Regions from separate parts of the Mus musculus genome. Here region 2 is linked to region 1. A link is a contact called in public targeted proximity ligation data. All regions are on one chromosome and are shown on one strand. The core of a region is the stretch at or near the end of the contact, and the rest is flanking DNA. Distances in the headings are between cores, read along the strand shown. Region 1 has its middle 4.0 kb from the start of Gm32294. Region 2 overlaps Cep55 (centrosomal protein 55).

Region 1 (4,963 bases), core at 1,696-4,195:
ACTAAACCTCTAGGTAGGATGGGGGTGGGGGAAGTAGGGCTATAAACAGTAAGCAATTCGACCACAGGTTATTCTATTACTTTAATGTGATTCGAGAGTTATAGTGGTCTTGCATCTAGGTAGGAGGTTGGTATCATGGGAGCCCATTCTTTCCCATCATACAAGGTGACATCAAAAGCATGCTGTCTTAGCCCAGTTCCAAGTAGTGTCCTCCATCAACTAGCTGTCTCTGAAGAACAAATGTCAGTGCTGCTTCTAAGGCCGGGCTCAGAGCTGACAGTCGGTGCAGGTTGCTAAGGGGCCTCTGGTCCATCCCTGCTTCCAGGTTCTCTCACTGAGGCTTCCAGATGGGGCTCTGGTATGATCCTGCCCCCACCCCAGTCTCCTGCTGAGGCTGCTGCTTCTACACCATACCTTTTGAGATGCCTCTGTTGGAAGCCACTGTGCCGGAAGACCGTGGCAATGTTTTCCCAGAAGGCCTGAGAACCTGGGTGTCCAAAAGCAAATCCAGGCACAAGCACTGCCATCTTGAGCTTTCTCTGTGGATTGCTATTTTTCCAAAGTCAAGACCCCTGTATCTCTGAGAACACATTCTGTGTGAGACCTTTAGGCAGTCTTGTCCCTCACCTCAAGGGATTCTGTAGCGCAGAACGAGAATAGAGGTTTTCTTTTCATTCCCAGACTGCTGCCAATGGCCCCTGAACACTTTCAAAGGAGGTTAAAGACTTTGAGGATGAACAAACAACCAAAAGGCCTGACACCTACAGAAGCCGTCAGACAGGACCACTGCTGCTCAGGTTGCTTTGCACGTGTGTGTTGGACGTGTGTGCACACATATGCATGTGCACGTGTGGAAGCCAGAGGACAACCTCAGCTGTGGTTTCTTAAGTGCTGTCCACCCTGGTTTTGAGAGAGTCTTTCACTTGTCCTGGAACTTGATGATTAGGCTAGCTGGTCAGCAAATCCCAGGGGAGCTCCTGTCTTTGCTTCCCCAGCATGCACTACCATACTGAGCTTGGTTACGTGATTCTGGGAACTGAGCTCAGGTCCTCTTGCTTGCATGGCATACGCTGAGCCGTCTCCACAGACCTGTCAGCAGCTTTCTGATCTTAGAAGTTTATTCAGTTGACCTTAGGCACAATCCTTTACCACTCGGAGCCTCTACTTCCCTTTAGAGCAGCGGTTCTCAACCTTCCGAATGCTGCGACCCTTCAAGACAGTTCCTCATGTTGTGGTGACCCCCCCCCCTCCAAGTTTCATTGCTACTTCGTAACTGGGATTTTGCTACTGTTTTGAATAATAACGTAAATGTCTCCTATGTAGGATATCTGATATGTGACCCCTGTGAAAGGGTCATTTAACCCACAAAAGGGTTGAGAACCACTGCTTTAGATGGTTCAGGTCCTCACACAGTTCACAGTCAGAAGGCTTGGAATCTCAACAGAAGCTGCCTTGAAACACCACACTCTCTAAAACAGAAGGGCAGGGGAGAAGGGGGAAGGGGGAAGGAAGGAAGGAAGGAAGGAAGGAAGGAAGGAAGGAAGGAAGGAAGGAAGGGAGGAAGGAAATGAGGTGAGCGAATGAGAGAGAGAAGGAAAGAGAGACTAAAAAAGAAAAGAGAAATAGTGAATGAACAAAAGACAAAGCAAGGCAGACCAGAGAGATAATTTCCAACCTTAACTACCTACAATAAGTTGAGTTTTTGTTGGGAATTGAGGCTTATTTATGTAGCTTTCAAAACACAGCCAGGCAGAGACCACCAAGAGCCTTTTGCGTATTTAGAATCTGAAATGGGAGCCACCTTTATTTTTAGAATCTTGCCCACTTTTATTTGAGAACGTGAAGGAAATGCCAACAGAACATTTGAGAGAGTCGTGCTCTTTCCTCTAAACCTAAAATGCTTTCTATTTGGAGGGTTTTTTTTTTTAGGTTGTTGAAATTTGAGAAAAGTGTTTAACCCATCGCCTAACAATCAGCCAGTATTTGATAAATGCTGGTTCTGCTTCTAGCAAAAGAAAACTCTTGACACAGGTGTTGAAAAGTCTGGATCCTTGCTCTCTCTGTGGCCACGGTGAACAACCTGGCTGCCTGCGCCTAAGAGCAAATTCAGGTGAACCCAATGGTCTGAGGGGTTTTCCCAGTTGATTTTCTGCAGATATTTCTAATATGTTAGTGCTTCCGTGTTCAAACTGAATTATTTTTGTTGAAAGGGTTTTTCACATCTTATTATGAATCATGTGCAGGCTAAGTGTGGGGCTTGTCCTCAGCATCACAAGTTCAAGGCTAGCCCAGGCTAGTTTACAAGTCCCTACCTCAAAAAAAAAAAAAAAAAAAAAAAACAGGAATGAAGTCAGGTATAGCAGCACATGCCTTAAGTCCCAGTGCTTAGGAGGCAGAGGCAGGCAGATCTCTGTGGGTTCAATGCCAGCCTGTTCTGTTTAGTGAGTTCCAGGACAGCTAGGGCTACAAAGTAAGTCTCTGTCCAAAAAAAAAGGAAGAAAAGTCTAAATTAAAAACAAAAATAAAAACAAAAACAAAAAAGGCCAGGCATGGTGGCGCACGCCTTCGGGAGGCAGAGGCAGGCGGATTTCTGAGTTCGAGGCCAGCCTGGTCTACAAAGTGAGTTCCAGGACAGCCAGGGCTACACAGAGAAACCCTGTCTCGAAAAACAAAACAAAACAAAACAAAAAACAAACAAAAAAAACCAAGTGACACACTTTACAGAAAACATCCTTTTTCTTTCCTAAAATAATGAGATTGGGAGCATTAATATCAGAGAAAGGTAAGTGGCGTTAACATCTGCCTAAGAAATAATTTGTTGGGGCAAACCCTGAGCAACAGATCCTAGGAAATAGCACCTGGAGGAGTCTAGTTCTAACTTGGCCTGTGACTGTCAGTCTTCCCAGACTCCGCCCACTTTAATTAACATAAATCCCAGCATCCTCTGAAGAGGAGACTTCCTACAGCTAGCATTCTAGTGTTCTGCAGTGTCACTTCCCTGAAGCCTTTTCTTCAGACCGCGTTGTTTTGCTCAACCACTGTCAGTTCTTCCGTCCCAACTTTCATCCACCCATCAATCCTCCAAAAGGAAGGGGGGAGGGAGCTATTGTGTACGATAAAAATTTTGGCAAATCTTATTACAAACACATTCTTAAAGCATCTCTCATTTCAGAGAAACAAAGTAAAATGTATGAATTGTTTTCTGTTTCATGACTTAACAAAAAAAAAAAAAAAAACCGATTCCTGGCTACAGGGAGGTATTTTAACCACTATCTACATAAAACAAGTACTGAAACTTCAACTGAATGAAAATAACTCCATTAGAAAAACAAACCTTGGTTAAGTACCTCCTCTCTAAAGGGCACTGAACTTTGCCACAAAAAATAAAGAAGGAAAGGAAGGAAGAAAGAAAAAAAGAAGGAAGGAAGGAAGAAGGGAAGAAAAAAGAAAAAGAAAAATGGACAAGTTGTTATGCAAGCGTCAGGCTAATTTATCCGGATTTTAACAATGGCCAGCGTCTTTGTCACCTTATAACTTGCCACATGTGGCTGGTGAACACTTAAGATTTGACTGTGTTCAATGCTAGTGGATTGAGAAAATTTAGAAGAAAGAAATAATGTCTGGGGCCACAGTTCCATTGGTAGCGAGCTCACCTAGCATGTAAGAAAACGTCCTAGGTTTGTTCTTCAGCATAGCAGACAAGTGGGTGTGAGGACATGCAGTCAGATAGATCAAAAGTTCAAGGTCATCCAAATTAGAAGGCAACAAAAGACTCTGTCTCAAAATGGGAGTGGGAGGGGTTGAGAAGGAGGGGAGGAGCTGGAGAGATAGCTCAGTAGGTAAGAGCTTTTTCTGTGAAAACATGGATCTGAGTTCAAATCCTCTGGGCTCACATAAAAAGTAGGGCAGGGCTTTGGGTCTATGTGTGCCTATAAACCCAGCATTGATGGGGACAAGATGGGCAGATCCCAGGGCCACACTGGCAGTCCAGGATAAAGCAGGAACACGGAGCTTCTGATTCAATAAGAGTCCTTGACTCAAAGCAGTAAAGCAGGGAGAGTGATGGCCGGGCCCACTGTCTGTCAGTGTCTTATCACACTCAAAGTAGGACAAGGGGCCGATAGATTAACACCAGCAAAATACATTGAAAAGGGCAAAAGCAAAAAGGCTCTCATGTAAGGACATGCTGCTCACTAATTCCAAGATAAAGGCTGGCTATTATTATCATTATTAGTCATAATAATTCTAGCTTCCCAGGTATGGTGGAGCACAGGAGTCAGAGACAGGAAGGTTGTTGAGTTTGAGTCCAGCTTGGGCTACATTGTGAAATGCTGTGACGAAGCAGACGACAACGGCGATGATGAGGAAGATGAAGAATTCGAGCTAAAAGAGATGAAAAAATCGATGTACAAAGTGACAGCAGAGAAAAAAGAAAAGGAGCTATGTGGTGGCTGTTGGAGCAGTGTAATTAACAGAATTGGGTGAGAAGGAGAAGGAGGAGGAGGCAGTGGTAGTGGTGGTGGTGAGCTAGACCCCCATAGCCAAATGACCCATGGCGTCAGTTTGAGACTGAAAGACTCATGAGAAACAACAGCTCTGCGGAAAAGATAAGTCCAGTTTGATCCTTATAAATTTAAGGGGTCCTAGAAGCATCTGAATATTATCAACTGGGTTATTGGATCAGTCCCTCCAAAATTCCTTTGGGTATCCTCAGTTGTAAGGTGATATAAATGATGAATTTTCTCAGCAGAGGCCAAGGGCAGGATGGAGGGAAAGTAAAGTCTAGAAGGTTGCTTGATAACCATTCAGAACGTCAGCATGTGGACTTACTTGGAAAAGGGAGTCAGGTATCAATCAACTAAGAGGAAGCTCTCAGGAATGGGTTAATCCACTCTGACTGGTGTCCTTATAAAGAGACAATTGGAACAGAGATCTGGACGATGTTTTTAAAGGCCAAGGAACC
Region 2 (5,053 bases), core at 515-3,014, 580 kb before region 1:
AGACTAGGATGCTCTCAATAAACATTGATATTGGGCTTAAATTTATGGAGACATCGTCACATCAGCTATTCCTTCTGGCTTTCTGTTCATCTATATACACAGGAGGCATGCACTCGACATGCCCATCTAAATTACAATGAAAACCCTAAAGTTAAAAAAAAAATGAAGTACTGTGGAAGGGTGGTGTTCCTCTACGTTTGGCCATGGATGTGCTAAGTACTCTGTGGACAATATTTTTAAAATAGGTAAAAATGTGAGCTGTAGTAGAATAATTAAAAAATGTGAGTTCATTGGTAAAACTGGATTAGGGATGGTAGGTTAACGAAAAGTATTGTGTTCATGTTAAATTTACTAAGTTCCTGCTTAAGGTATAGTAAATGCATATGTAGGCAGGGTTAAATAATTACAGATATATGCAGCTCCCTCTTGAATGGCTTAGGAAAAAATACTTTGTATATTTGTGTAGGTGAAAGGTATAAGAATAGTACAAAAATGGGCTTAAAACTGTCATGAATGGTTAAATTTAGGTAAAGAATATAAAAAGAGATACCTGTATCATTCTCATTCTTAGAACTTTTCTATTTGTATCTTCTAAATTAAAAAAAAAATTAAGGTTACTTATCTCCTCTAAGCTGTTTAAAAATCCAATTTTGTAACATTAAGACCATGTCTTGGTCTGCCAACCTTCCGCTGGTTATGGTCAGTATAGTTTGCACAGAAATGATAAGACTGATATCTGGGAACATTTATGGCATTATCCAGAGTTTCCTTCAGAAAGACTATACTTCCCAGCTTCCTTTGCAGCCAAGCAGGACAACTCCAGAAGGGAAGGATGCGGGAAGGAATGTAACATAGGTACGATAGCCACTTTCTCCCGCTAAGAAAGGCTGAGCCACCTTTTCCATGGGAATCTCGTCTGCCTGCATGCTGTGGGCTATATGGCAAAACCATCCACAGGGGTGTGTCCATGCCCTCTCCAAACACCATGCAGCAGAGCAAAATGCTGGGACAAGGTAATCCATTAGAGGCGCCCGATTAGGTCTGGGGTTCACAGGATCCCTTGGCTATTTCCATATCAGTAAAAGATTCCAAGAGCTCTCCACTAGCTAAGACTGGCTGAGAACTTTTGGAATTTTCAACTTGCCTATAGCCAAAAGCTCTAGGAACCTTTAACTGGCCCCAGGGCCTCTTTGAATCTAAAGTGACAGGAGTAGAAGATGCACCCATCCACATGGGTGAGATCATCCCACATACAACATACACAACCCTGTCCACCAATAAACACTCCTTCCTAAGGACAGATGCACTTCTCTTTCTGCCTTTATGTCTCTTTTAGATGCCTAAGAAACCTAAGAATTATTACCAGGTAATTATTTCAAAATGTCTGACAGACCTAAATGGTGACTGAATACTGTAGGAAACACATCCATGCATTCCTAGAGCTTATTTTACATGGAACAAATACTAGTTCTTCTGGACCAGCCTCCTGAGGCCGTAACCTGGGAACCGAGATGGAACCAGTTTCCAGGCTCTCACAAGGCAAACACGCAGCGTCCACTGAGGAGTGAATGAATGGCTCTTTCTTGCTCTCCAAGTCTCCCAAGGGTAATTCTCTTCTTCCTCCTCCTCAAACAGATGAGGAGATCTTCAAGAACCCAGAAGAGCTGAGTAGCTAGAAGCTCTTCAAGGTAGGAATAATCCAAGGGTGCCCTTGTATCAGCAGCAACAGCATTCAGGAAATGCACAATCGAAGCCCCACCCCAGACCTACTAAATCCAAAATCTACATTTCAAGAAAATCCTCTGGACTCAAAAAGTCTAGGCTCAGGTTAGATTTAGCTTGCAGGTGAATTGGTTTAGATTTTACTGCACTAGAGTTTTTCTTATGTAAACAGAGGGGCCCACCCAGGAAACCAGGGTTTTCCTTTTAAGGAATGGTTGGAAATCCAGCAAGACTGAAGCAAAGGAGGAGAAAATGGAAGGCATGTAAGGTAAATGACCTAAATACAGGCATCTAATTGGTAGGTACCAGTATACACAGATGGACAAAATTCTCTGTAAAAGATGATACCGAAATACTCTATTTTGTAACTTATGTCTAGCATATTTAAATATGTAACATATTTTAAAATTATGTTTATTTCAATTACCTCCAGGTAAATACTTTGATAAAAGTACCAAACCATCCTGTATAGATACTCAAGATATTTAAATTCTTCTTTTGAAAATCAAATAGACTTCAAAAGACACTTGCTAGATTAAATAAAACAGAAATCTTAAGGGTAGACTTATCAGGCATCAAGGTAAACACACCATGTTTCTGTAATATAAACAGCTACCTGGTGATCTAATAATTATATCAACAACTTTATACTTCATATATTTTCATCTAAAACTTGAAAAGATGCAGACAGTCCTGTGACCTCATTTTATTCAATTTCCAACAAAACTTACTTATCCACTTATAAAAGTTAGAAATAATAAAGCAAAGCTTTCCGGTCCATCTAAAGTAACCTCATGTCTAATTCTGGAGAACTACTGCGCATACATAGACCACATTTCCTTCCCAACTCTTGGAGAAAGACTGGAAGATAAGGAAAGTTAGGTTTCAAATCCCAGACAAACAGCTCAGGTGCCTACTTAACATATCAAAGCTGATCAGGCTTCCAGGTTCCCCCAGAGTCCAAACAGGTTACAGAATAAGGCTGACGAACCCCACCCCTACCCTGAACACTTAAATCCAGGGCTGGGCTGCCCTTCCCCAAGAGGTTCTTCCCAATATAATCCAGACATTATAGGTTACCCACCTTATTTATTTATTTATTTATTTATTCATTCATTCATTCATTCATTCATTTAATACCTTTGGCCTCCTGGATGCTGTACCTGGCTACCCTCTCTCCCCATCTGTCCTCACGTGGCTCAGGGTCAAGACCACTCTGGACTCCCAGATGTCCCCCTGCTTCTGGCTTTCCCTTTTACCTATAATAAACTTTCTCCTCCACCATACCTAGGAGCAGGCATGTCCCTTCCTTTCCTTTTTATTTCTGTTTTTCACTCAATAAATACATATCAAATAGATAAACAAAAAGAAAAGCATAAATTAAATTGCACCATAACAGCAACAATTTGGGCGAGTTAGACTGAGGTGGAAAAGAATGCTGCTAAGGCAGCTGGAAGCTTAGTTCCAGGGCGTTGCAATCTACAGAGTTTCTACACCATGGTCTCAAACACTCAGTTCTCCTGACTCTTCATTAGACTTGTTTTTTTTTTTTTTTTTTTTTAAAGTCATAACATTAATGCTTCCAATTCTATAAAATTTAAAGAACATACGAGTTTGTCTTCTTTATCCATTGTTTAACCACCACCACCACCACCAACAACAACAAAACAACTTACATCTTTCAGCTGCATCTCCTTTTCATGAATACTATTCATTGAGGAGTTGAAGCAGTTTGCAGGCATGCTCTGTAAATAAGCCAATAGTAGCTGACATCATCAACTTAACAATACAAATTTCATTATATTTCCATAAAAATACAAAACATTTCTCAAGACAATGAAACCACACCTCTACTACTGGTGAACCACCAAGCCAGGTGAGAATTATCAGGGGACTACCACCAGAACTAAATTCCCTGGATAGTCTCCTATACCAGTAGTTCTCAACCTGTGGGTCGCACCACCCTTGGTTATCCTCTATTTCCAAAAATACTTTCATTATGATTCATACCAGTAGCAACATTAGAGTTATGAAGTAGCAATGAAATAATTTTATGGTTGGGGTCACCACATCCTGAGGACTGTATTAAAGAGTCCCAGCATTTGAAAGGTAGAAAACCACTGTCCTAAGCAATCTAGGACCCCCGCCCCCCGAGACTTCAGATCTAATTTTACTGTGATTTCCTAGACCCCCCAATATCCAGAACCTTCAACCCCTACAAATAGCCCACTGAGTTTTCATCAAAAAAAGTCAAACTAGGCTATTTCAAATAAACGAACCAAACTATCAAAGACATAAAGTGTTTTCTAGAGTTACATTTTATATCAGCATAGGCTGAGGATTCCCAAACTTACCAGAACCAAAATGTTTCATACTGTACTTTTTTGGAGTTTGAAATATTTAGATACATAATGAGATATATTTGGGATGAGACTCAACTCTAAATATGAAATTCATTTTTTTTTCCAAGACAGGGTTTCTCTATATAGCCCTAGTTTCCCTAGAACTTGCTCTGTAGACCAGGCTGGCTTCAAACTCAGAGATCTGCCTGCCTCTGCCTCACAAGTACTGGGATTAAAGGCATGCAATACCACCACTTGGCCATTTGTTTCACATATACACATAGCCTGTCCACAAATTGTTTAATGTGTTCAGTTTCTTGCTGTGATAGCTATGTGAGGTCAGGTGTGAATTTTTCTACTTGTAAACATTTGAAAAGTTTCAGATTTGGGAGACTATAACAATACTAAATAGTAACACTATTTGTATAGTTTTCACAGAATTCAAAAAATAATTCCATAATGGCTTTCCTTTCTTCATTCTCACATAGAGAAAACCAGGTGGCTATCATCACAGGCTAGCCAGCAAACTGAAAAGCCTACTTTTCAGGGTTGGGTGATCTTGGTGTATCTGTAAGGAAAGGCTTGTGTGGATACTAGGGTTGTTTGGGAAGTCTACAGAACCTGTAGGGATGGAGTCTTGCTGGAGGAAGGGGGTCACTGGGGTCAGGCCTTGAAGCTTTATAGGCAGGGCTTCACTTGTTCTCCCTTTGGTTGCTGAGTGCCAGAGCAATGTGACCATCTTGTTCTTGCTGCCAGGCCTCCTTCCCAGCCAAGATGGAATGATCCCCAAGGACTAGAAACCAGAACAAACCCTTCCTCCCTTAAACTGCTCTCATCAGAGTATTTTAACACAGCCACAGGAAAAGTAACCCATACCGCATCACACCACTGAGAAATCACAACTGAACTTATTTTTCTATGGGTACTATTACTAATTGTTAGTAATATTCAGATGTCAAAAGAACCGGAGGTTTGATCATTAACTAAGC

Evidence for each region.
Region 2: a targeted proximity ligation map of embryonic stem cells shows a contact between it and region 1, with 5 read pairs. A contact is called at or near these places in 1 of 39 promoter capture datasets (pre-B cells) and 1 of 130 datasets of targeted methods (embryonic stem cells).

What each region holds. Positions count from the first base shown.
Region 1 is chr19:37,487,068-37,492,030 of GRCm38.p6, reverse strand. No RefSeq gene overlaps it. Among named protein-coding and RNA genes, the nearest start is that of Gm32294, 4.0 kb to the left of the region's middle.
Region 2 is chr19:38,061,017-38,066,069 of GRCm38.p6, reverse strand. It overlaps Cep55 (centrosomal protein 55), which reads right to left. Exons shown (of 10, transcript NM_001164362.2): 5 at 3,399-3,467. Among named protein-coding and RNA genes, the nearest start is that of Gm23300, 8.4 kb to the left of the region's middle.